7 separate regions of the Mus musculus genome follow, and regions 1, 2, 3, 4, 5 and 7 are each linked to region 6. The links are chromatin contacts, called in public ChIA-PET and promoter capture Hi-C maps. All regions are on one chromosome and are shown on one strand. The core of a region is the stretch at or near the end of the contact, and the rest is flanking DNA. Distances in the headings are between cores, read along the strand shown.

What was found. Promoter capture Hi-C pulls out the DNA fragments that hold promoters and counts their contacts. ChIA-PET counts read pairs in DNA pulled down with a chosen protein or histone mark.
Region 1: a contact with region 6 is called in an RNA polymerase II ChIA-PET map of memory CD8 T cells, with 6 read pairs. The contact joins the promoter of Celsr2 here to the promoter of Ahcyl1 in region 6. A contact is called at or near these places in 2 of 39 promoter capture datasets (hematopoietic stem and progenitor cells and liver) and 1 of 115 datasets of contacts at active chromatin or transcription factors (memory CD8 T cells).
Region 2: an RNA polymerase II ChIA-PET map of memory CD8 T cells shows a contact between it and region 6, with 24 read pairs. The contact joins the promoter of Cd53 here to the promoter of Ahcyl1 in region 6. A contact is called at or near these places in 1 of 39 promoter capture datasets (pre-B cells) and 1 of 115 datasets of contacts at active chromatin or transcription factors (memory CD8 T cells).
Region 3: a contact with region 6 is called in a promoter capture Hi-C map of liver, with 6 times the contacts expected there. The contact joins the promoter of Wdr47 here to the promoter of Ahcyl1 in region 6. A contact is called at or near these places in 4 of 39 promoter capture datasets (liver, neutrophils and pre-B cells) and 1 of 115 datasets of contacts at active chromatin or transcription factors (astrocytes).
Region 4: a promoter capture Hi-C map of pre-B cells shows a contact between it and region 6, with 6 times the contacts expected there. The contact joins the promoter of Psrc1 here to the promoter of Ahcyl1 in region 6. A contact is called at or near these places in 7 of 39 promoter capture datasets (cranial neural crest, erythroid cells, hematopoietic stem and progenitor cells and 4 more), 3 of 484 Hi-C or Micro-C datasets (CD4 T cells, the G1E-ER4 cell line and cortical neurons), 2 of 115 datasets of contacts at active chromatin or transcription factors (memory CD8 T cells and pancreatic cancer cells) and 1 of 9 other capture datasets (liver).
Region 5: an RNA polymerase II ChIA-PET map of memory CD8 T cells shows a contact between it and region 6, with 8 read pairs. The contact joins the promoter of Kcna3 here to the promoter of Ahcyl1 in region 6. A contact is called at or near these places in 1 of 39 promoter capture datasets (the C10 cell line) and 1 of 115 datasets of contacts at active chromatin or transcription factors (memory CD8 T cells).
Region 7: a contact with region 6 is called in a promoter capture Hi-C map of liver, with 5 times the contacts expected there. The contact joins the promoter of Clcc1 here to the promoter of Ahcyl1 in region 6. A contact is called at or near these places in 3 of 39 promoter capture datasets (liver and pre-B cells).

The regions. Positions count from the first base shown.
Region 1 is chr3:108,414,300-108,416,999 of GRCm38.p6, forward strand. It overlaps Celsr2 (cadherin, EGF LAG seven-pass G-type receptor 2), which reads right to left and starts at 1,280. Exons shown (of 34, transcript NM_017392.4): 1 at 1-1,280. The coding sequence starts at 1,195. It overlaps Gm52630 (a long non-coding RNA gene), which reads left to right and starts at 1,722. Exons shown (of 3, transcript XR_003954680.1): 1 at 1,722-1,858; 2 at 2,151-2,370; 3 at 2,520-2,700.
Region 2 is chr3:106,788,699-106,791,398 of GRCm38.p6, forward strand. It overlaps Cd53 (CD53 antigen), which reads right to left and starts at 1,451. Exons shown (of 8, transcript NM_007651.3): 1 at 1,269-1,451.
Region 3 is chr3:108,589,945-108,592,644 of GRCm38.p6, forward strand. Wdr47 (WD repeat domain 47) reads left to right here and starts at 1,334. Exons shown (of 15, transcript NM_181400.3): 1 at 1,334-1,653.
Region 4 is chr3:108,382,548-108,385,247 of GRCm38.p6, forward strand. Psrc1 (proline/serine-rich coiled-coil 1) reads left to right here and starts at 1,291. Exons shown (of 8, transcript NM_019976.3): 1 at 1,291-1,379; 2 at 1,689-1,738; 3 at 1,827-1,884; 4 at 2,423-2,700. The coding sequence starts at 1,720. Gm12522 (predicted gene 12522) reads right to left here and starts at 1,194. Exons shown (of 3, transcript NR_040560.1): 1 at 740-1,194; 2 at 1-249.
Region 5 is chr3:107,034,832-107,037,531 of GRCm38.p6, forward strand. It overlaps Kcna3 (potassium voltage-gated channel, shaker-related subfamily, member 3), which reads left to right and starts at 1,331. Exons shown (of 1, transcript NM_008418.2): 1 at 1,331-2,700. The coding sequence starts at 1,592.
Region 6 is chr3:107,695,289-107,697,988 of GRCm38.p6, forward strand. It overlaps Ahcyl1 (S-adenosylhomocysteine hydrolase-like 1), which reads right to left and starts at 1,272. Exons shown (of 17, transcript NM_145542.4): 1 at 870-1,272. The coding sequence starts at 989. Gm40121 (a long non-coding RNA gene) reads left to right here and starts at 937. Exons shown (of 3, transcript XR_003954675.1): 1 at 937-1,441.
Region 7 is chr3:108,652,650-108,655,349 of GRCm38.p6, forward strand. It overlaps Clcc1 (chloride channel CLIC-like 1), which reads left to right and starts at 1,264. Exons shown (of 12, transcript NM_145543.2): 1 at 1,264-1,331.

The sequences.
Region 1 (2,700 bases), core at 30-2,529, 720 kb after region 6:
ACTGGGGGGCGTTGTCATTATCATCCTCCACCGACAGGAAAACAATGGCTGTGGAACTCCGCGGGCCTGGGTCCCGGCCCTGGTCACTCGCCTCCACTGTTAACTTGTAGGATTCCACTTCCTCCCGGTCTACAGGGCCGCGGGTTCGGATCACCCCCGAGCGAGGATCGATCTCAAAGGCGTCTGAGGGGCTGCCTCCGGCCCCCTCCAGCAGGCGGTACAGAATGTTGGCATTGGGAGGGGCGTCGCCGTCGGTGGCCCTGACTGTAAGCACCTCATAGCCAACCTCCAGGTTCTCCCTGAGGCTCTCCTTGTACTCTTGCTGCTCAAAAACAGGGTCGTGATCGTTGGTGTCGGTCACCAAGATGGTAAGCGTGGCCAAGGCACTCCGTCGGGGCATACCGTGATCCTGTGCAGTGACCCTGAAGACGTGGGTGCTCTTGGTCTCCCGATCCAGCTCCTCAGCTGTGGTGACAACACCGGTGATTGGGTCCAAGGAGAAGAAATGATTGGAGCGGCTATCAAAGAGGGCATCCATGGTGTACTCAAGTCGACCCGCCTCACCCTCATCTGGATCAATGGCTCTTAAGGATGCAACAGAGGTACCAGCAGGCTGGTTCTCAGGCACTGTGGCCTGGTAGCTGGGAGGCTGGAACTGGGGAGCTGTATTCACATTCCTTTTCCTGCGCCCACCCAGAGATTCCTCTGGTGAGCCTTCCCCAGCCCTGAGCCCTGGGGCCTGTGCCAGCTTGCAAGACTGGCATCTGAGCCGTGGGGCCTTTAAGCAAGGGTGCTCTTCAGGCAGGGTCAGCGTGCCTTGTGGAGAAAGGTGTCCTCCGATACCCAGGAGACGACAGCTCCAGGGGCAGCCTTCAGAGGATGGCGGAAGAGGGATATGAGCCCCTGATTCTGGACACCAAACCCTCAGGCCATCGTGGTGGGGCACCAGGTGGCCGGTCAGCTCAATGCCCGATTCTCTGCAGCGGCTGGTGTAGAGCCAGAGGTTCGAAGCAGAGGCTGGGCAGAGCCAGCCCACGGGGGCGCAGGCCCCAGAGGAGCTGCGTCCCCCGGATCCCAGAGAACGACAGGGCCCCACTTGATCTCCCAGTAGTGGCGACGGTGGCAGCAGCAGCAACAGCAGTAGCAGCGGCAGCAGCGGCGTTGGGAGGGGGGCGCTGGCAGCCCGGCTCCGCATCTCTCCCTGTTCCCGGCCAGCCGGGTCAACAGCCGCGGCGGCTCTTCCTCCGGCTCCTGCCGGCCCCGCCGCGCCTCATGCCCGGGCCGGGGCGCGGGTCCCCGGGGGCCACCTGTACGTCCCACTGGGCCTGCACCCAGATGGCTCGGCGGGGCCGCGCTCTTAGCCCACGATGCGCCGGGCTCCCACCACTCTCGAAGCCGGGCCCGCTCCCGAGTCGCCGCGACCACTGCGGGTTCACGCTGCGCTTCCACCTGCGCTCTGAGCGTTCTCTACCTGCGCCCGCGGGCCGCGAGGATCTCTGGCTCTGCCGGGTCCCCCGGTCCCGAGCCCCAGAATGTCCCCTCCGCCCGCGTAAGGTCGCCCACCTGCGTCTGCGGAGCCTCACGCTCCGGCCCGGGCCCGGCTGCCAACGATGGCCCTGCGCCACCCGCTCGCGCCCTGCGTCCCCGCCGCGGCAGCTACCGGTCGCCGGGGTCCCGGGCCCAGACCCGCGTTCCCTCGCCTCCCGGGCGGGCGGGCGAGCTCTGCAGAGCAGCGGCGGTGGTGGCGGCGGCTCATTACCATAGACCTGCTCGCGCCGCCGCGGTCTTAAAGCGGCGACGCCCAACGCGCCGAGGAGGTGGGCCCCACCCAGCGCCCTCTTCTGCATGGCGGCTCTAAGTAAGATTCCCGCCTCTGGTAGAATTTTTCTTCCCAGCACATCAGACTTGCTCCTTTCCATTTCTGGATCCCTTCTACAGCTTAAAGAGGAATGAACAATCAGAAGCCACACAGGGAATTGATACTCTTGTAAAATTCTATGGCTAGCGCTCTTTCAAAACAGTCTTAATGTCTGCAGGAGGTGACCAGGGGGTGGGAGGTGGGTGGATATAGACAGACAGACAGACAGACAGACAGACAACTTTCCAGTCTTACCATCCCTGAAAGCCCTCATTGCTGCCCCATCCTACAGGTCCCGGGTCAGAAGTAAAGACGACTTTGCTCGACTTCGCTCGACACTACAAAGTCTCCCCCAGATACCAGAAGTCGTGCTCTCACTTGGATATCTTGGACAAAAGGACCCCTAAGCTCATTTGGGATACATCTTGGGTACCACATGTCAGGTCAGGGGAAGTGAACCAGAATGTCCAAAGCAGCAAGAGCACTAACACTACCAGATTCCTAGGGCCAGGGTGAGTTGGTTCCAGAGGGCCCAAGCTTCCTGGACCTTAGGACGTGTTCCTTTTTCTTTATCCCTCCTCCCTCCTAGATCAATGTCCAACTGCTGTCCTCCTCCTACCCGCGGCTTTGTAACTAGCAAATGGCCCTGTCCATTGCACAGGACTACTGAGCCCTTCATGGAATGCCACCCCAGAACCTTCTGGAAGGGGTATGAAGAACTGATGAATCTTCCCATAAGTGGAGTTCACACAAGATGTTGGGACCAAAGAACCGGGAAGAGTGAGGCTGGGCAAGCCAGAGGGCTTCTTCCTCTCATACCCTGAGCAATGAGGGATGTCAGA
Region 2 (2,700 bases), core at 201-2,700, 910 kb before region 6:
AAGATAAGCAAACATCATATCTAAAAGCAAAATAACCTTAACTGGCCCACACAGGAAACCACATTTCAGTTTGGCATCTGCTCTTAATCAACCAGTTTCAAAGCAGTGAAGATTTGGATCGAGATTGAGAAAGCAAAACATTGCTCACACAGCAGATAAAATTCTTCTCTGGCTCAATCTTCTAATAGATATGATTACCAAGAAAAGCTCCTCATGGAAAAAACTATTACTGGGCAAATTCTCCATTCTTCTTCATTTCTCCTCTGTATCAACAGTATACTGTCAGACATCAAAGGGTGCCTAACCCATGGTTTTTAACTTAGTTCACTTAGGTCACTATTTATAAACATAAGGTTTAGTAGCCTCTGAGGGTGGCTCTGACAAGCTGCAACTAACTCCCAATCATCTCCCTTGAATTTTAGGTGAGAAAATGTGGACATGGATACTTTACTTTCTCCCTTTTAGATTATAATCAAATGAGCTCTTCACAGCTCTTGGACCAAGAAAGACCTGATACAGACATTTTGTATTGACCAAAGCTTGACTATCATTTTGCTGAATACTTACACCCTAGAATGGCTTGCAAGTTGGAAACTATTACTGTATCAAGTTATGTGGGTTTCCTCTCTGCTGCACATTTTATGTGAAATTTGTCAATGTTCAAGCTTTGTGTATCACAGACCATTTAAAGTGAAGAAAGAAGCCCTTCAGATCACAATGTTTACCTTCCCCCAAACTAAGCCATAGGAATAAAATACATGAAGTACATTGCAGAACACCTATGTTGCAGGTTTTTTGTATCTATCTTATATCAAAACATGACATTCTCAGCACTAACTTTCCTTTAAAATGTTTTCAAACAAAGACAACATGTCTTCTGGCTACTGTTCTAAATCACTCTGGTTATGATTTTCCTCCCTGCTCTAAAATGAAACTTCAAGTTTTTGAAGAAAAAACAACATAGAAGATCTCCCCAATTTCATCTCATCTCACCTCAAAAACTTCAAGCATTAGAAACCACCATATACAGTAAGCAATTCAAGTGGCATAATAATGTAAGCTTATGAATACTTAGGCCCAAAGAGATATCAGAAAATAAAACACCAATTAAATCAAAGTATTTCTAGCCCAGTTGCCTAAGGGAAGTGCTGATCTAAATATTTGTAAACACATCACATTTTAAAGTTACTAAAGGGATGTGTGGAGACTCTCAAAATGCTATGTGCCTTATTAGCTGATTTAGAGCTGTTAAAAGTCATAAATCTTACCTTTTGAAGGCAGTGTCCCTCAGTACTTCAGGTAGAATTCACTGATTATCTTTTAGGTGGCCAGCACAGCCTGTAACCCAGAAGTCTATGTCTATTTGTGTAAAAGGAGAAGTGAAGAGAGAAAAAATACAATCATGCTGTGACGACAGGAAACCCAAGCGAGAAGAGTGAGGAAGTGAGACTGAGTGTTCTCTCTTAGGCTCAGATAGTCAACTGTTCCTCAGTGAACTTGCAGAGGCTTCCACTCCCAGCCTATTCTAAGCTGGTTTCTGGAAGCTAAAGAAGGTCTGACACACCAATCTGAGTTCTGGTGAACTTTACAGTAATTTGAGTGATATTTCCTGGCCATAGAACAGTGCTTCTCAATTGAAGCAGCAACTACAAAATACCCGTGGGTCTGTTTCTGTGTATGTGTCCCCACCGTTTGACCACAAACTATACTACTAAACCATACTGACCAAGCCAGCATGGTACTGGAATGAAACCATACTTGTAGATCAATATAGCATAGTAGAGGACACAGAGATAAACTTGTGTAGGATTGAATATCTACTTTTGGACAAAGGTGTATCAAAACATGAACTAGAAAAACAAAAATGCAGCTGGAGAGATCGCTCAGCAGTTAAGAGCACTGACTGCTCTTCCAGAAGTCCTGAGTTTAATTCCCAGCAGCCACATGGTGGCTCACAACCATCTATAAATGGGATCTAATGCCCTCTTCTGGTGTGCCTGAAGACAGCTACAGTATATACATATACATATACATATACATATACATTATACATATACACACACATACACATACACATACACATACACATACACATACACATATACATATACATATACATATACATAATAAGTAAACAAATCTTGTTTAAAAAAAAACTATCTTGGGTATTCTAGGTTTCTGGGCTAATATCCACTTATCAGTGAGTGCATATCAAAGGATTTCTTTTGTGATTGGGTTATCTCACTCAGGGTGATACTCCAGATCCATCCATTTGCCCAAGAATTTCATAAATTCATTGTTTTTAAAAGCTGAGTAGTGCTCCATTGTGTAAATGTACCATATTTTCTGTATCCATTCCTCTGTTTAGGGACATCTGGGTTCTTTTCAGCTTCTGGCTATTATAAATAGGTCTGCTATGAACATAGTGGACCATGTGTCCTTTTTACCAGTTAGAACATCTTCTGGGTATATGCCCAGGAGAGGTATTGCTAGATCTACTGGTAGTACTATGTCCAGTTTTCTGAAGAACCGCCAAACTGATTTCCAGAGTGGTTGTACCAGTTTGCAATCCCACCAGCAATGGAGGAGTGTTCATCTTTCTCCACATCCTCCCCAGCATCTGCTGTCACATGAATTTTTGATCCTAGCCATTCTGACTGGTGTGAGATGGAATCTCAGGGTTCTTTTGATTTGCATTTC
Region 3 (2,700 bases), core at 84-2,583, 890 kb after region 6:
ATAAGTCTACCTCTGCCTCCTGAGTTCTGGATTCTTTATGCTAAGGTTCCTGGAGGTTCAGCTCCTTGAGCAGTACGTATCTGGGGGAATACTACTACACAAATGTGTAGGAGTGAGGTTACTACTGTAAATAAAAGGGCAGTTCAAAACAGCAGCCTTGTTAAGTGCTTCAAGATAGGATTAGCTTTACACATGGAGAGCCTGGAAGGGGATGGTTTTCATGGAGGGAGATGGAGTACGGAAAAGGGCAAGGAAGGAGTATTTATTTCACTTAAGCTTTATTAGTTAATCGTTGGAGTAGAATTAAGAGTCAAACCCAGTGCACAGAAGACATTTGGAAGTGTCAGACAGGTTGTCCTAGCTACTTTTTTTATTGATGTGATGAAACACCACGACCAAGGCAACTTATAAAAGACAGCATTTAATTTTTAGCTCAGGGTTCCAGAGGGTTAGTTCATGACGGTCTTGGCAGTGAATGTGCCAGCAGACAGGGAGGCCTGATGCTGGAGCAGTTGCTAACAGCTTACACGTGATCCACAAGCACCAGACATAAAACGAAGAAAAGGCTGGCTTGGGACTGGAGAGATGGCTCAGCGGTTAAGAACACTGACTGCTCTATTTGGAGGTCCTGAGTTCAAATCCTGACAACCACATGGTGGCTCACAACCATCCATAGTGAGATCTGATGCCCTCTTCTGGGGTGTCTGGCGACAGCTACAGTGTACTTACATATAATAAATAAATCTTACAAAAAAAAAAAAAAGCCAGAAAGGACTGGCTCTTGAAACCTCCAAGACCACCCTCAGTGACATCTCTTCCAACTTGTTCACACCTAATCCAGTGGTTCTCAACCTTCCTAATGCTGCGACTCTTTAATACAGTTGCTCATCTTTTGGTGGCCTCCTCACCCCCAGCCATAAAATTATTTTCGTTGCTACTTCAGACCAGTTGGTTACTGCTATGAATTGAAATTATATGATATGTTACCCTCCTAGGAGGTGTTGGGACCCATACGTTGAGAACTGCTATCCTTATCTTTTCCTGTCAGTCCAGTAACTGGGGACAAGCATTCAAATGCATGAGTATGGGGGCAATTCTCATTCAAACTACCACACCTGTCCACGCTATTTTGGGACATAACATAGCGTCACCCGAAGGTTCTGGGCCTACATTCTCCTTACAGTCATCTCCTAAACCATAAGAGCAGAGAAGGCGAGGGCCAGGAGCCTCCAGGCGTCAGTCTTAGATTCTGCCCGCCCCCGTGTTAGGCCCCGCCTCTAGGCCCCGCCCTACCCTCCTGGGCTGGCCCAGCCGACTCTTCTGCTCAGGCACCTGCCTAGCCGCCTCGCGAGGAGGGGTCCTGAGGCGGCTCCAGGGACGAGCAGTGATTGGCTGCAGCTGGCGGCTGGAGCTCCGTTCCAGCGGCGCTTGACAACCGCAGTCCGCGGAGCGGAGCGGTCGGAGGCGGGATCGGGGCGGACGCGAGCAGGACCGGCTGACGAGCTGATGGATTGACGTGCGGGCTGCTTAGCCCAGACCGCCGCCCTCGCGCTCGCGCCTTAGACTGGAATTGGCTGTCTCGGGGCTCTGGCCGCCGGCCTCTCCTCCGCGTTTTCCTCCACCGCTTCTGCCGGCTCCGCCCGGAGCTCTCAGGTGAGCGGATTCCAGGAGGCGGGGGCGGGCCGCCGTGCACCGTGGGTTGCCATGGTCACCCGTCGCCACCTGTCACTAGCCTGATGCGGCGCAGACCCCACAGCCCCTTGGGCGGCGTTCGCAGCCGGGAGGAGTGTCTTGGGTAGGCTTTGGTGGCGACTGCGAGAAGATGGGATGCGGGCGAGGCCCGGGTGTCTCGGGGACAGGACCTGGGACCCGCCAGGCAATCTATCCAGGCCGCCACTGCTGGACCACACCTTCCCCTACTTGCCAGTCTGATTCGGGCGGCTGGGCGATGCCCCTCGCCCTGGTATGGAGTATCCACCTCGCCGCTGCTGAGGGGCGCGAGGAGGGCTGACTGGGCTGCATCTGCCTCGCCCCTCTATTGGGCTGGGGCGAGACTGAGGGCTGCGCGCTGGTCCCTTTCCCTGCTCGCCTTGGCCGGCGAATGGGTAGGGAGTGGCGGGGTTGAGGGTTTGTGGGGGATCCGGGTTTGCCCTTTCTGACGCCAGGCCAGTGGCTGTTAGGAGCAGTCCTGTGGGGTCTGGGAGGGTGGGGACAGGGGCATCGACTGAATTTCGAACGTGATTTGTTCCCGGGGACGCCTGCGTAAGACACCGGAGGTTATGGAACTCAGAGGGTTAAGCTGCTTAGCTGTATTGGGGAGAAAAAGATTGGGGCTCTAGCTCTGGGACGACGCCTTTGGCAAAGGGGTAGGAACCAAGTAGGCAGCGGCAGTATTTGACCTGATGATTTCCCCCCTGTACATCCAGACATGCAGCTAGTAACTACGAAGGGTGTCGTCTGAGGGGAGCTTTTTTTTTTTTTTTTTTTTTTTGGCAACTTGGTTCTCACTGCATAATGAGAGGAGAAGTCTTTGTTCCACCCAGATTCATCGGTTGAAATCCTGACACTTAGTTTCCCCCCTTTGTTGTAGAGAGTTCATAGAATGCTATAAAAAGTTAATGGCACAGGAATTAACATACAGGTTTAAAAGGGCTGTAAATCTTTTTCACAGATAATACCACTTCTTTTTTTTGGGGGGGG
Region 4 (2,700 bases), core at 41-2,540, 690 kb after region 6:
CCTCTTCCCACTTCTATCCTCTAGCCCCTTCCCCCAAACCATCTGCAGTTAGGACAGAATTGCATACAGCTGGTTGAGAGGGACGGCTGCATACTCAGGTGAAGGTCCCGTGACCTTCTGTCCCACCTCCTCCTTCTATGACGGAAGGTAAACCGTCCACAGGCCCAGCTGTGATGGTCTTTCCGAAGCAGGCGCAACAGAACTCCTGAAGATGCTTGCAGATGTTTGCAGATGTCTCAGAGGATGGTCCTAGAGTAGAGTGGCACAGGCCTTTAGTCCCAGCACTTGGGAGGTAGGGGCAGGAGGGTCGGGACTTCAAGGTCATCCTTGGCTATATGGTGAATTCAAAGGCCAGCATGAGCTACACTAGTCTCTGTCTCAGAAAATAGCAAAAAACAAAGGGAAAAGAAACAGATGGTGTGTGTGTGTGTGTGTGTGTGTGTATCAGTGAATGGAGAGGAGTGGTCTGGTCATAGCCAGTCAACAACATTCACAACAGCAAAGGCTTCTTTCCAACCTGAAGCAAGCCTAGGGTAGAAGGTGGTAGTGACTGTGCTCTAAGGATGCGCCAGACCATGCTATTTGCTGAACTTTTACAGGCCCACCATTAAAGTGCACACATCTCCAGCATCCTGGCGAAGAAATAAATTCTTCACACGAACAAGATCTTTAGCAATAGGTAATCCTTTTGCACTTAGGGAGCACAGCTCTGACATCTTTTATTATTATTACTACTTACTGTTTGCCTGGAAGAATGACTTCTTTGTTATTTATTTAAACTCTTAAATAGCTGCTCATACTCATCGTTTGGGGGTTGGGGTTGAAGCAGGAAGAAAAAAATGCCAGATATCTCAGAGAAGTGGCCTTATGCTAAATGAAGAAATCTTGTGGCTCCAGTGCTGGAGAGATGGTCTATTTGGTGGTCTCTGCAAGTACGCGAGAAACCCAGCAAGGAAACCCAGTCTCAGATGCTGGAATCCAGGAGGTGGGGGAAGAGGCGGGGCTCCAAGCCTACATTGGTTCGACAGTTCTCCCCTTGTCTGACTCGCGGTTAGAAGGAGGCGCTCCGGTACACGCCACCGCGCACTCACGGCTCCTCCCGCCGTTCCGCTGTAGCCCCCTACCCTTTTTGGGAAGTGCCCTTTGGTCCAAGGGACAATCTTCTCCGGCTGACATCCCGACTGCTCCCGACTCAGCCCTGCCCCCTTGGACTCACCAATCGCTGTGCGTTTGTGGCGGGACTGGGTGGAGCCTAAGAAATTCGAACGAAGCTCCGCCCCTCGGGAGCCCTTTCCCGGGAACTGGGAGATTGTAGAAGAAAAGCTTCCTGCGTAGACTGTGAAGCGAGGTGGGGAGTGGAAACCGAGTGTGCGCTGGAGGTGTGGCGGGGATGTGGTGCCGCGGAGTGGAAAATGGGTGGGGTAGGGGGGGAGCGAAATTTCGGATAATAGTAAGGATGGAGGTGAAGACTGACCGACTGAGGAGAGGCCAGGGCGCAAGTTGGCGGATTGCACATCAGGTGTCGAGCTTTCTGCACCTTTCCCTAATATAACGGACTAGTTTCAGGGACACGTGCTGATCCTGCTTTACCACCACCATGCCTCTTCACCCCAGCTAATGCACTCCGAGTCTTGATGGGGCCCTAAGGCAGGATGATAGACACCTGAGGTAGGCATGTTTTCTTTCAGGTCTAAGCCGACTCGCTTATGCTGGCTGAGCATGGAGGATCTGAAAGAGGGTAAGGAAGCCATGGAGGGAGGAACGGGCCCCTGAGAGTCTGTCTGTCAAGAACTGATAGCTGGCATTTATTCTTCTCATCCCTTCAGATATCAAGTTCATTGTGGACGAGACCTTGGACTTCGGAGGGCTGTCTCCATCTGACAGGTACCAGCCTATTTATCCATTTATTATTTTCCTCCGGCAATACATCTGTAACCCTTTACTGCTAACTTATGGGCCTCTAGAACCGTGGTTGGTAATCTAGCAGAGTATGGTACCCTCTGATGGCAGTAGTCTGGTAGAATTGGGCCTCTAGAACACATGCTGGTGAGAACAGAGAAGCTGTAGGGAAATTTAGGGGTAAATGTAAATGAAAGATGAATGTCCCTGGGCATGTTGAGGCATGCCCTGCAAACCACCCCCACACTCCTAGGATAGACTAGAGTGCAGAGAGGGGGAGGGAGAGAGGGAAAGAGAGACAGAGAGAGAGAGAGAGAAGGCAGGAGGGATTTTGAATTTGAGATCATTCTGTGCTATAGAGTTGAGACATTGTCTCAGAAAATGGGAGTAGAACTAAGTTTTCCTCACCTAAAAGCAGTTCTCATGGCCAAAATGGAGTCAGGGTTGGGGATTGTCCCCGACTCGCCGACAGGAATGCCTTCTGCTAGCTGTTGTCCAGCATGGTGCCATATTTGTTTTTCAGTCATGAGGAAGAAGACATAACAGTATTAGTGAGTCCAGAGAAACCACTTCGACGGGGCCTCGCCCATCGGAGTAACCCAAATGAAGTAGCTCCCGCCCTCCAGGGTGTGCGGTTTAGCTTGGGCCCGCTCAGCCCAGAGAAGCTGGAAGAGATTCTTGATGAAGCCAACCGCCTGGCGGCTCAGCTGGAGGAGTGTGCCCTGAAAGATCGGGAGAGGGCTGGTACAGGCCCTGGAAGGCCCAGCCCCAGAGGGAAACCCAGTCCTCGGCGGGAGACCT
Region 5 (2,700 bases), core at 81-2,580, 660 kb before region 6:
CACTTGTTGCAGAATTCAGTACAACAAACAAATGCTGAGATCCCAGGATTTCCAAGTTGCTAACAACAGAAGTTGGGCAAGCCCTCTTTATCATAGTTTAGTAGTTGGGAGAGGGGGTAAGAAAAACATGACGACAGATCACTCTTACATCAAACTGAATTTTCAGCTAACTTCATGGAATGAGTGAATGTCTAGACAATAGTTCCTCTTTTGCAAACGATTGCAATGATTCAAGGGGGTAACAGAATTTTGTAACTCTGGTACTTATACTTGGGGTAGCTAAATGTCTGGGAACAGAAATTATGTTTAAAGCAACCAGCACAATTTAGAGAAACAGTTTAAGGGAGATAATATTTTCTGTAGGCCCATATCAAGCAAGAGAGGCACAATCTGCAAAATGAAGGCTTTCCCACATTAACAGCTAAAATACACTTTCTCGAGTTCCCTACTGCAAGGGCAGGTATCATTGTGTTAATTAAACGCTAGGTATTGGGCCTGTTCGTCACACAGTAAGGTGTGGTGAATTTTCTTTACCATTCCCTCTTATTTTTTTCCACTGCCCTCACTAATCCCAACCAGAAACTTGCCCCTGATTCTGCCCGCACTGAGCTAACCATTATAAAAATGAGGTCTCCAGATGCCTTTAAGGACCCTCTTTTTAGACTGCTGGGAAGACTTGAGACCCCATGTTACCCATTAACCCATTGCTTCCTGTCCAAAAATATCGTTTACTGCACCAACACCCAGGTTTTAGCATTATTCTACCCCTCTAAATCCGGATGCTGGCCCCAGACTATCCTATCCTGCACTAGCCCAGACAACCTAGCCTGCAGCCCCTCCTCCCAAGACATTCAGGGTCTGGATGCCTGGATGCCTCCTTTGCTTGGGACTTTTTGTTACCTACTCTAGTGGAACTTGCCCTTCTTGGCAAAGTGTCAAGGGCCAGGAGGCCTCCCTTCGAGGGATGAGGTGTGGTCCTTGCGTGGGTATAACAGCCCTGAGATTAGGTCTCGACCACGCGCGGGAAGGGAACGCGCGCTGACCAGGAGCGAGCAAGCAGAGCCCAGGAACGAGGTCAGGCGGCCGGGTTCCTCCAAGGCCAGCGTGGCTGGGTAGGGGTTCCGCGGAGTCTGGGGAGTGGGGTGCAAGTTGGCGGCGATCCAGTGACAAAGAAGGTCGAGGAACAAGGGTGGCAAGCGGGAAGCGGAGCGCGCGCGCGCGGTGGGCGGGAAACCCGGGGGCGGTGGCAGAGAGGCGGGCGCGCGCCCCGCGGGGAGGGGTGCGGAGGAGGGAGGAGGAGGCGTCTGGACCGTGCAGCCCCGCGGGCCGCGCCAGCCCAGACAGAGCCTCGCGGCAGCCGCAGCAACAGGCGGCGGGGCCGGGCTCGTAGGGCAGAGGCGGCGGTGGGGCGGGGAGCTCCAGGAGGAGCGACTCGGGCCGGCAGCCGCCAGCAGGGAAGGAAAGCACCGCCGCCTCCCGCGCTCGACCGCCGCAGCCCTCCACCCATCACCGCGCCCACCCTGCACCGGACCCCGCAGGAGGCGGCGCGCGCATCCTGCAGAGCCCCGGCCACGCCGAGCTGCCGCCAGACATGACCGTGGTGCCCGGGGACCACCTGCTGGAGCCAGAGGCGGCGGGAGGCGGTGGCGGGGACCCGCCTCAGGGAGGCTGTGGCAGTGGCGGCGGCGGTGGCGGCTGCGACCGCTACGAGCCACTGCCACCCGCGCTGCCCGCCGCGGGCGAGCAAGATTGCTGCGGCGAGCGTGTGGTCATCAACATCTCTGGGCTGCGCTTCGAGACGCAGCTCAAGACCCTCTGCCAGTTCCCCGAGACACTGCTGGGCGACCCCAAGCGGCGCATGCGGTACTTTGACCCACTCCGCAATGAGTACTTCTTCGACCGCAACCGACCCAGCTTCGACGCCATCCTCTACTACTACCAGTCCGGGGGCCGCATTCGCCGGCCGGTCAACGTGCCCATCGACATCTTCTCCGAGGAGATCCGCTTTTACCAGCTGGGTGAGGAGGCCATGGAAAAGTTCCGTGAGGATGAGGGCTTCCTGCGGGAGGAGGAGCGACCCCTGCCCCGCCGTGACTTCCAGCGCCAGGTGTGGCTGCTCTTCGAATATCCGGAGAGCTCCGGGCCGGCCCGGGGCATTGCCATTGTGTCAGTGCTGGTCATTCTCATCTCCATTGTCATCTTCTGCTTGGAGACGCTTCCCGAGTTTCGCGATGAGAAAGACTATCCCGCCTCCCCGTCGCAGGACGTGTTTGAGGCTGCCAACAACAGCACGTCGGGGGCCCCTTCTGGAGCCTCCAGCTTCTCGGACCCCTTCTTCGTGGTGGAGACCTTGTGCATCATCTGGTTCTCCTTTGAGCTTCTGGTGCGGTTCTTTGCTTGCCCCAGTAAAGCCACCTTCTCCAGAAATATCATGAACTTGATAGACATTGTGGCCATCATTCCTTATTTTATCACTCTGGGCACTGAGCTGGCTGAACGACAAGGTAATGGGCAGCAGGCCATGTCGCTGGCCATCCTGAGAGTCATCCGCCTAGTAAGGGTTTTCCGCATCTTCAAGCTCTCCCGCCATTCTAAGGGGCTGCAGATCCTAGGACAGACGCTGAAGGCTTCCATGCGGGAGCTGGGGCTGCTCATATTCTTCCTCTTCATTGGGGTCATCCTTTTCTCCAGTGCAGTCTA
Region 6 (2,700 bases), core at 22-2,521:
AAAGCACTGGAGACCCCGACCCTACCACTGAGAGAGCTAGTTAGACTCAGCCCTCCATAGATCACCTTTTCCAAGAGCCATAGAAGGATGTCCTTTGAGCTCAACCCCCAGCACAATAGGCTGAACTTGTAAGTGCAGTAAAGAATGAGCAATCATTTCTTCCCACCCACCTCCCCAACCCACCCAAGCTCCTTTCTGGAGGGATGTCTAAGTGATCTATTCACATGACTGCGATCAACCTGCATCCATGACAGTGTCTACTGTCACCAACCTCTAAATTTTCCTTTCTCACATACTTCCTAGCAGGTGGAAGACTGCACGGCGATTACCATTTTGCCTTTCCATCTCTTGTTGCTTTTAGAACCGTCAGCTGCATAAACCAGTTCATACGATTCTTTCCTCTTGCCTCTAAGCGATCACGCAGTTGTTGGTCGAACGGCCAATTCTCCCCCAAGAAGATGCTTTGAAAAAGAGCTGCCTGATTTCCCCCACTCACCTGAGGGGAAATTTCCTGCACAACCTCATCCCCTGGACAGGTCACAGGGGTCAGCTGAGTCGCTCACCCCCTCCCAATCTCGTCTTCAAGGCCCTCCATCCAGGAAAAGTCAGTCGCGAATTTAAGGCCTGGCCCTGTCGGGCTTCAGTAAGATCCAGGAGGACTCCGGCCGAGGGACAAAGAAAAGCGAGGTCAGAGCGGCCTCTTTGGCTCCAGCTAGGCCCATCGCCGCTCACCGGCCACCCACTACATCGTGTCAATGGTCCTGAGCACCCCAAACCCTAGCCCTAAGTCCCGAACTACCCGAGTCCGGGCCCGGGGCTTGCTCGCGCCCCTTCCTCGAGGGCCCTCGCCGCCACCCAGAGCCCCGCACCTTCTTGGGAGCCTTGGTGACCGTGGCCATGAAGGAGTACTTCTCGGCGTCCTCGATCTCCTTGGCCTGTTTCAGCTCCTCCCCGACACCGGGCAGCGGCATCGCGTCAGGCATCGACATCCCCCGGCCGGCCCGGCCCGCGGCTAACCCGCCGCCCCCGCCTCTTTCCCTCACGGGCGCCCGCCCGTCCGCGCGGCGCCCTCGGCCACGCGCTCGCCCGCCTTCCCGCCAGGCCCCGCGCCGAGCTGCTTGGGCTTCCGAAGGGCTGGGACCCGCGCGCGCGCGCCTCGTCGGCTCCGAGACCGGAGCCTGCCGGACAGCGACGGCGGCCACAGAACCAGAAGCAACAGCACGCAGCTCCGACCTGCCCGCGCAGCCACCTCCGCCACACGCAAGCACGCACGCAAAGTAAGGGTAGAGGGCGGAGACGCCACGTCAAGTACTGGCAGCCCCAAGGAGAGGGGGGCGGAAAGAGGCGGGGACAAATGGCGCGCTCTGGTGACGTCAACATGCTGGGCCGGGCCGCAGGAATCGCCCCTCCTTTCCTGCGCCTCGGTGATGAACGTCCCAGGGTGAGTAGTTGAACCTTGTCTGCCGCCAGGTGGTGCCATCAGCCCTATTGAGCCGAGTGTGACTCCTATAAAGATGCCACAAGACTAAGGGTCTTTGGACTACCAACTCCCCAGGAAACCTCAGCATGGGGAGGTGGCAGAGCATCGGGGATCGGGAAGATGGCATATCAAGAGCGATGCTTGGGAGCATAAACCAGAGTCCCACCGGACACATTTTACCCGGCCCTTTTTGGGAAAATTCAGTGTTAGAGACAGCCTACTCCCGGCCCACACCCTGGGCCCTTTGGGCCAGAAGTCCATTTCCAGGGGACAGTGTTTGCTTTTTTACTTCACAGGGGTGCAGAACAAGCTGAGAGCAGTCTGGTTTCTACACAACCCTTTATGACCTCCATCACCATCTCCTCCTGGGCCTTGTCTGTTTACAAGACCTTCAGGCTGCAGTGCTGATGTGAAGAGGTCATTAAGATAAGGTTGATGGGTTGGTCAGAGGGCAGAGAACAGGGCAGATTGAGAAAAAGTCCCAGCCAAATGGGTTCTCCTGCTCCATGCTCTCTAGGCAGTAGGCTCTCCCTGCCAGCTCCACTCTCAGTGAGTGTAGTGCAGAACGTTCAGTTTGGACTCGCACAGTTTCTGGATTCTACTGTGTACAGCCCCCGTATAAAGGCCCTGGGATGGTAGAGGTGCATGTGGCATATTTATGTTTTCCAAGAACCCATCCATTTGGGAAGGGAAAGCCTATTCGTAAGCTGGGGTCAACTGCGGTATCTTATCCTTTGAGAGTCATTCAAATGACATTGGCTCCAATTCCTATGTCCTGTGGAAAGTACAATGTTGTCCCCAGGATTTCTGTGAATTACTGAGGGGACTTAGGTTTTCATGGTCATCTCTGGCTCTAGTTTGCTGCCTCATCTGAAACATTACTCACTATTCCAGTCTTACAACTGTTTCTTTAGCTCTTGTAGTCACATCAGCCCCTTTCTCTTTCCAACTCTTACTCCTAAACCACAAAAAATGAGGCTATAACATGTAGCAGAACTTTTAATGAAGGTTTGTTGGTCAAAGGGGAGAGGTTACATCACATAGCAAACAGTCTACAATTACATTTCTGAAATGTTCCAAAAAGAGATTTCAGCCATCTATCTCACCATTGGGATTTCTCAATGACCACAATCTCCCTCAAAGCTCTCTAGTATACTCCGCATCTAGCTGTTTCCTGTGGCTCCTTTTTCATTCCTTTGCTTCACTCTTCTCTCTTGGGT
Region 7 (2,700 bases), core at 14-2,513, 960 kb after region 6:
TGAATCCCCTCCTATGGAGTGGGCCTCAAATCAAGCTGGAAAGAAGATGGCTACCCACTTAACAGTTTGCCACTATTGCAAATGTGGGTACATCTTGCCTGGGAGGGCAGCCGGGTAACATACAAGGTCACAGCAGGGCAAGACTGCTGGTGACTTCTTCCATAAGGCATCCTTATGTTATGAAAGCTAACCTTCCAGAGTAAGCATTCAGTCCAGTTCCATCTTGACTTCTGTACACACATGGTTGCTACAGCAGTAGGATCTTATCATCTACATCTGAAAGGCTACCAGCCACAGTAGCAATGGGGCTGGAGAAGTGGCTTAGCTGTTAAAAGAACTCAAGTTCGGTTTCCAGCAACCGAGTTTTGTGGCTCAAGATCACCGATAACTCTGCATCTCAGGTACCTGATGCTCTGCTGGCAACTGCAGCTCTGACCTCTGCTGGCAACTGCATTCATATGCAGAAACACAATCAGAATTAAAAAGAAAATACGTGTTGGTGCCACAATTATCTGGGACTTCCTATCTAGGGGGATCCAACCCCCTCTTCTGACCCCTGTATGTACTAGACACGCACGTGGAACACATACTATATGAAGCAAAGCACTCATACATATGAAATAAATCTAAAACGACTACAAATCTTAAAAAGTTGTAAATGATGTATGTATACCCAAGAATACCAAATTAAATACTAACAGTGTCTCATTGCCAGTTAGTTTTTGTATTCATTTCTGGGGTGGGGTTCCTCTTTGGACACTTTGGAAACTGCAAAGCCAGAAGTTGAAGATAAACACAAAACAAACCTTACGTCCAAACTCCCATTTGCCTCCCTCACTATATATAGTACTAGTTAACCATTATCTTCCACTTAGAAAGTTATGTTCGAAGTAGATCTCTCTCTCTATCTCTCTCTCTCTCCTTCTCTCCCTCCCTCCCCCCTCTTTCTTTCTCTCTCTCTCTCTCTCTCTCTCTCTCTCTTTTTCTTTCTTTCTTTCTTTCTTTCTTTCTTTCTTTCTTTCTTTCTTTCTTTCTTTCTTTCTTTCTTTCTTTCTTTCTTTCTTTCTTTCTTTTCTTTCCTTATTTACTTATTACTTATTTACTTATTTAGACGTACTTGGCTCCTTTAGCCACGACCGTCTGAACTGAACTGGTGGTTGGGTAATTGAAAAGCCCTTACTTCAGAGCAGAGGAGCGCGGCCTGGTCCCGCCCCCGCCTCCGCCCCCGCGGCGCAGCCAATCAGCAACGCGCGCGGGAAGGCCGCACAGCTGCGGGCCGAGCGAGTCGATGAGTCCGCTCGGGACTCCAGTCCGAGTGCACCGTGTTTGAGGTAGGCGGCTCGGCGTCTTCCGCGGCCGGGCTGGCCCGGGTCCCTCTGAAAGAGCAGGCAGGACCCTCGACGTGAGTGGGCGCTCTTCGGTGTGTCGGGGCGGCCCGCGGGTCTGCGTGGGAGGCGGCGCGGCAGCGTGAGAGGTGCCGGGGCCTGGGCCCGTGGCGATTCCCTGTTCCGTCTTACGCGGGTAGACAGCGCCCGCCAGTCATTCCCCTTGTCTCGGCTAACCCTGCGAATATACCGAGCGGCCCACCCTGGGGCAAGAGCATCCTTGCTTGTGTTATCTGAAACCTTGGCAGAATCTGCAACAAATACTGACGGCCAAAAAATTATATATATATATTGGATTTGTTGGAGTAATGGTATGAAACTCCAAATTTAATTTGAGTATATTAAGTTAGTTGATGCTGTAAGTCTGTGGGTTTATAATTAGGTGCAAAACGTCAGGTTTTCTCCATGATACTGATTATAAAAGTGCTCTTCTCAGCGTTGTCTGGGCACATATTGGAAATGAAAATTGTCTGGTGGGCGGTGGGCACCCTTTAATCCCAGCACTCCGGAGGCAAAGGCAGGCGGATCTCTGAGTTCGAGGCCTGCCTGGTCTACAGCGTTTCCAGGATACACCGAGAAACCTCGTTTCGAAAAACAAACAAACAAACAAACAGAAAAAAACAACCTCAATTGCCAGGAAAGGACAAGAACACGCGTGAGCTAAATAGCGACTTCCCGCTTCTAAGATAACCGAGAATTTGACTTCCCTTAACCCGGTTAGTCCTGCTTGGCTGGTTGGTTAGACCTCTGATTCTTTGAAATCAGTGACTTTCTTGAGGGTTTCCATTTCGTGGCTGTCAATCAGCCTGCACATCTTAAGAGCTAAGCCAGAGGCCGCCCCTGTGAGAAGCCCCTTTTCTGGTTTTCCCACCTGTGTGATAAGACCCAGCAGAGTTTCCTCACCCGCTTTTGAACCCTAACCTCCAAGGAACCTCTCAGAGCTCAGAGGCCATGGGCATGTTACCCGTTTTTTCTGGGATTGAGACAGTGGTGCCCTTTCCAAGAGTTTTTGTAAGGATTAAAGGAGCATATGTTTCAGTAACAAAATGTCCTCTATTATTGTATGAGTATGTTTTTTTATATACTATTATTGTGCGCACTGGAGTACATGTGTTGTAGTTGAGGCAATGAGAAAATGATACAAACTAACTGGTGTCCACCGACAAGTCATAGAGTAACGCAGGTTTTTTTCATAAACTGAGGCAACATAGGAAGATTTTTGTGATGTTTTTGTTTTTCCGAGTCAGTCTATGTAGCACTGGCTGGCCCTATCTCAGAGACTTGTCTTTAAAATAAGCTCGAAGCAGGTCCAGAT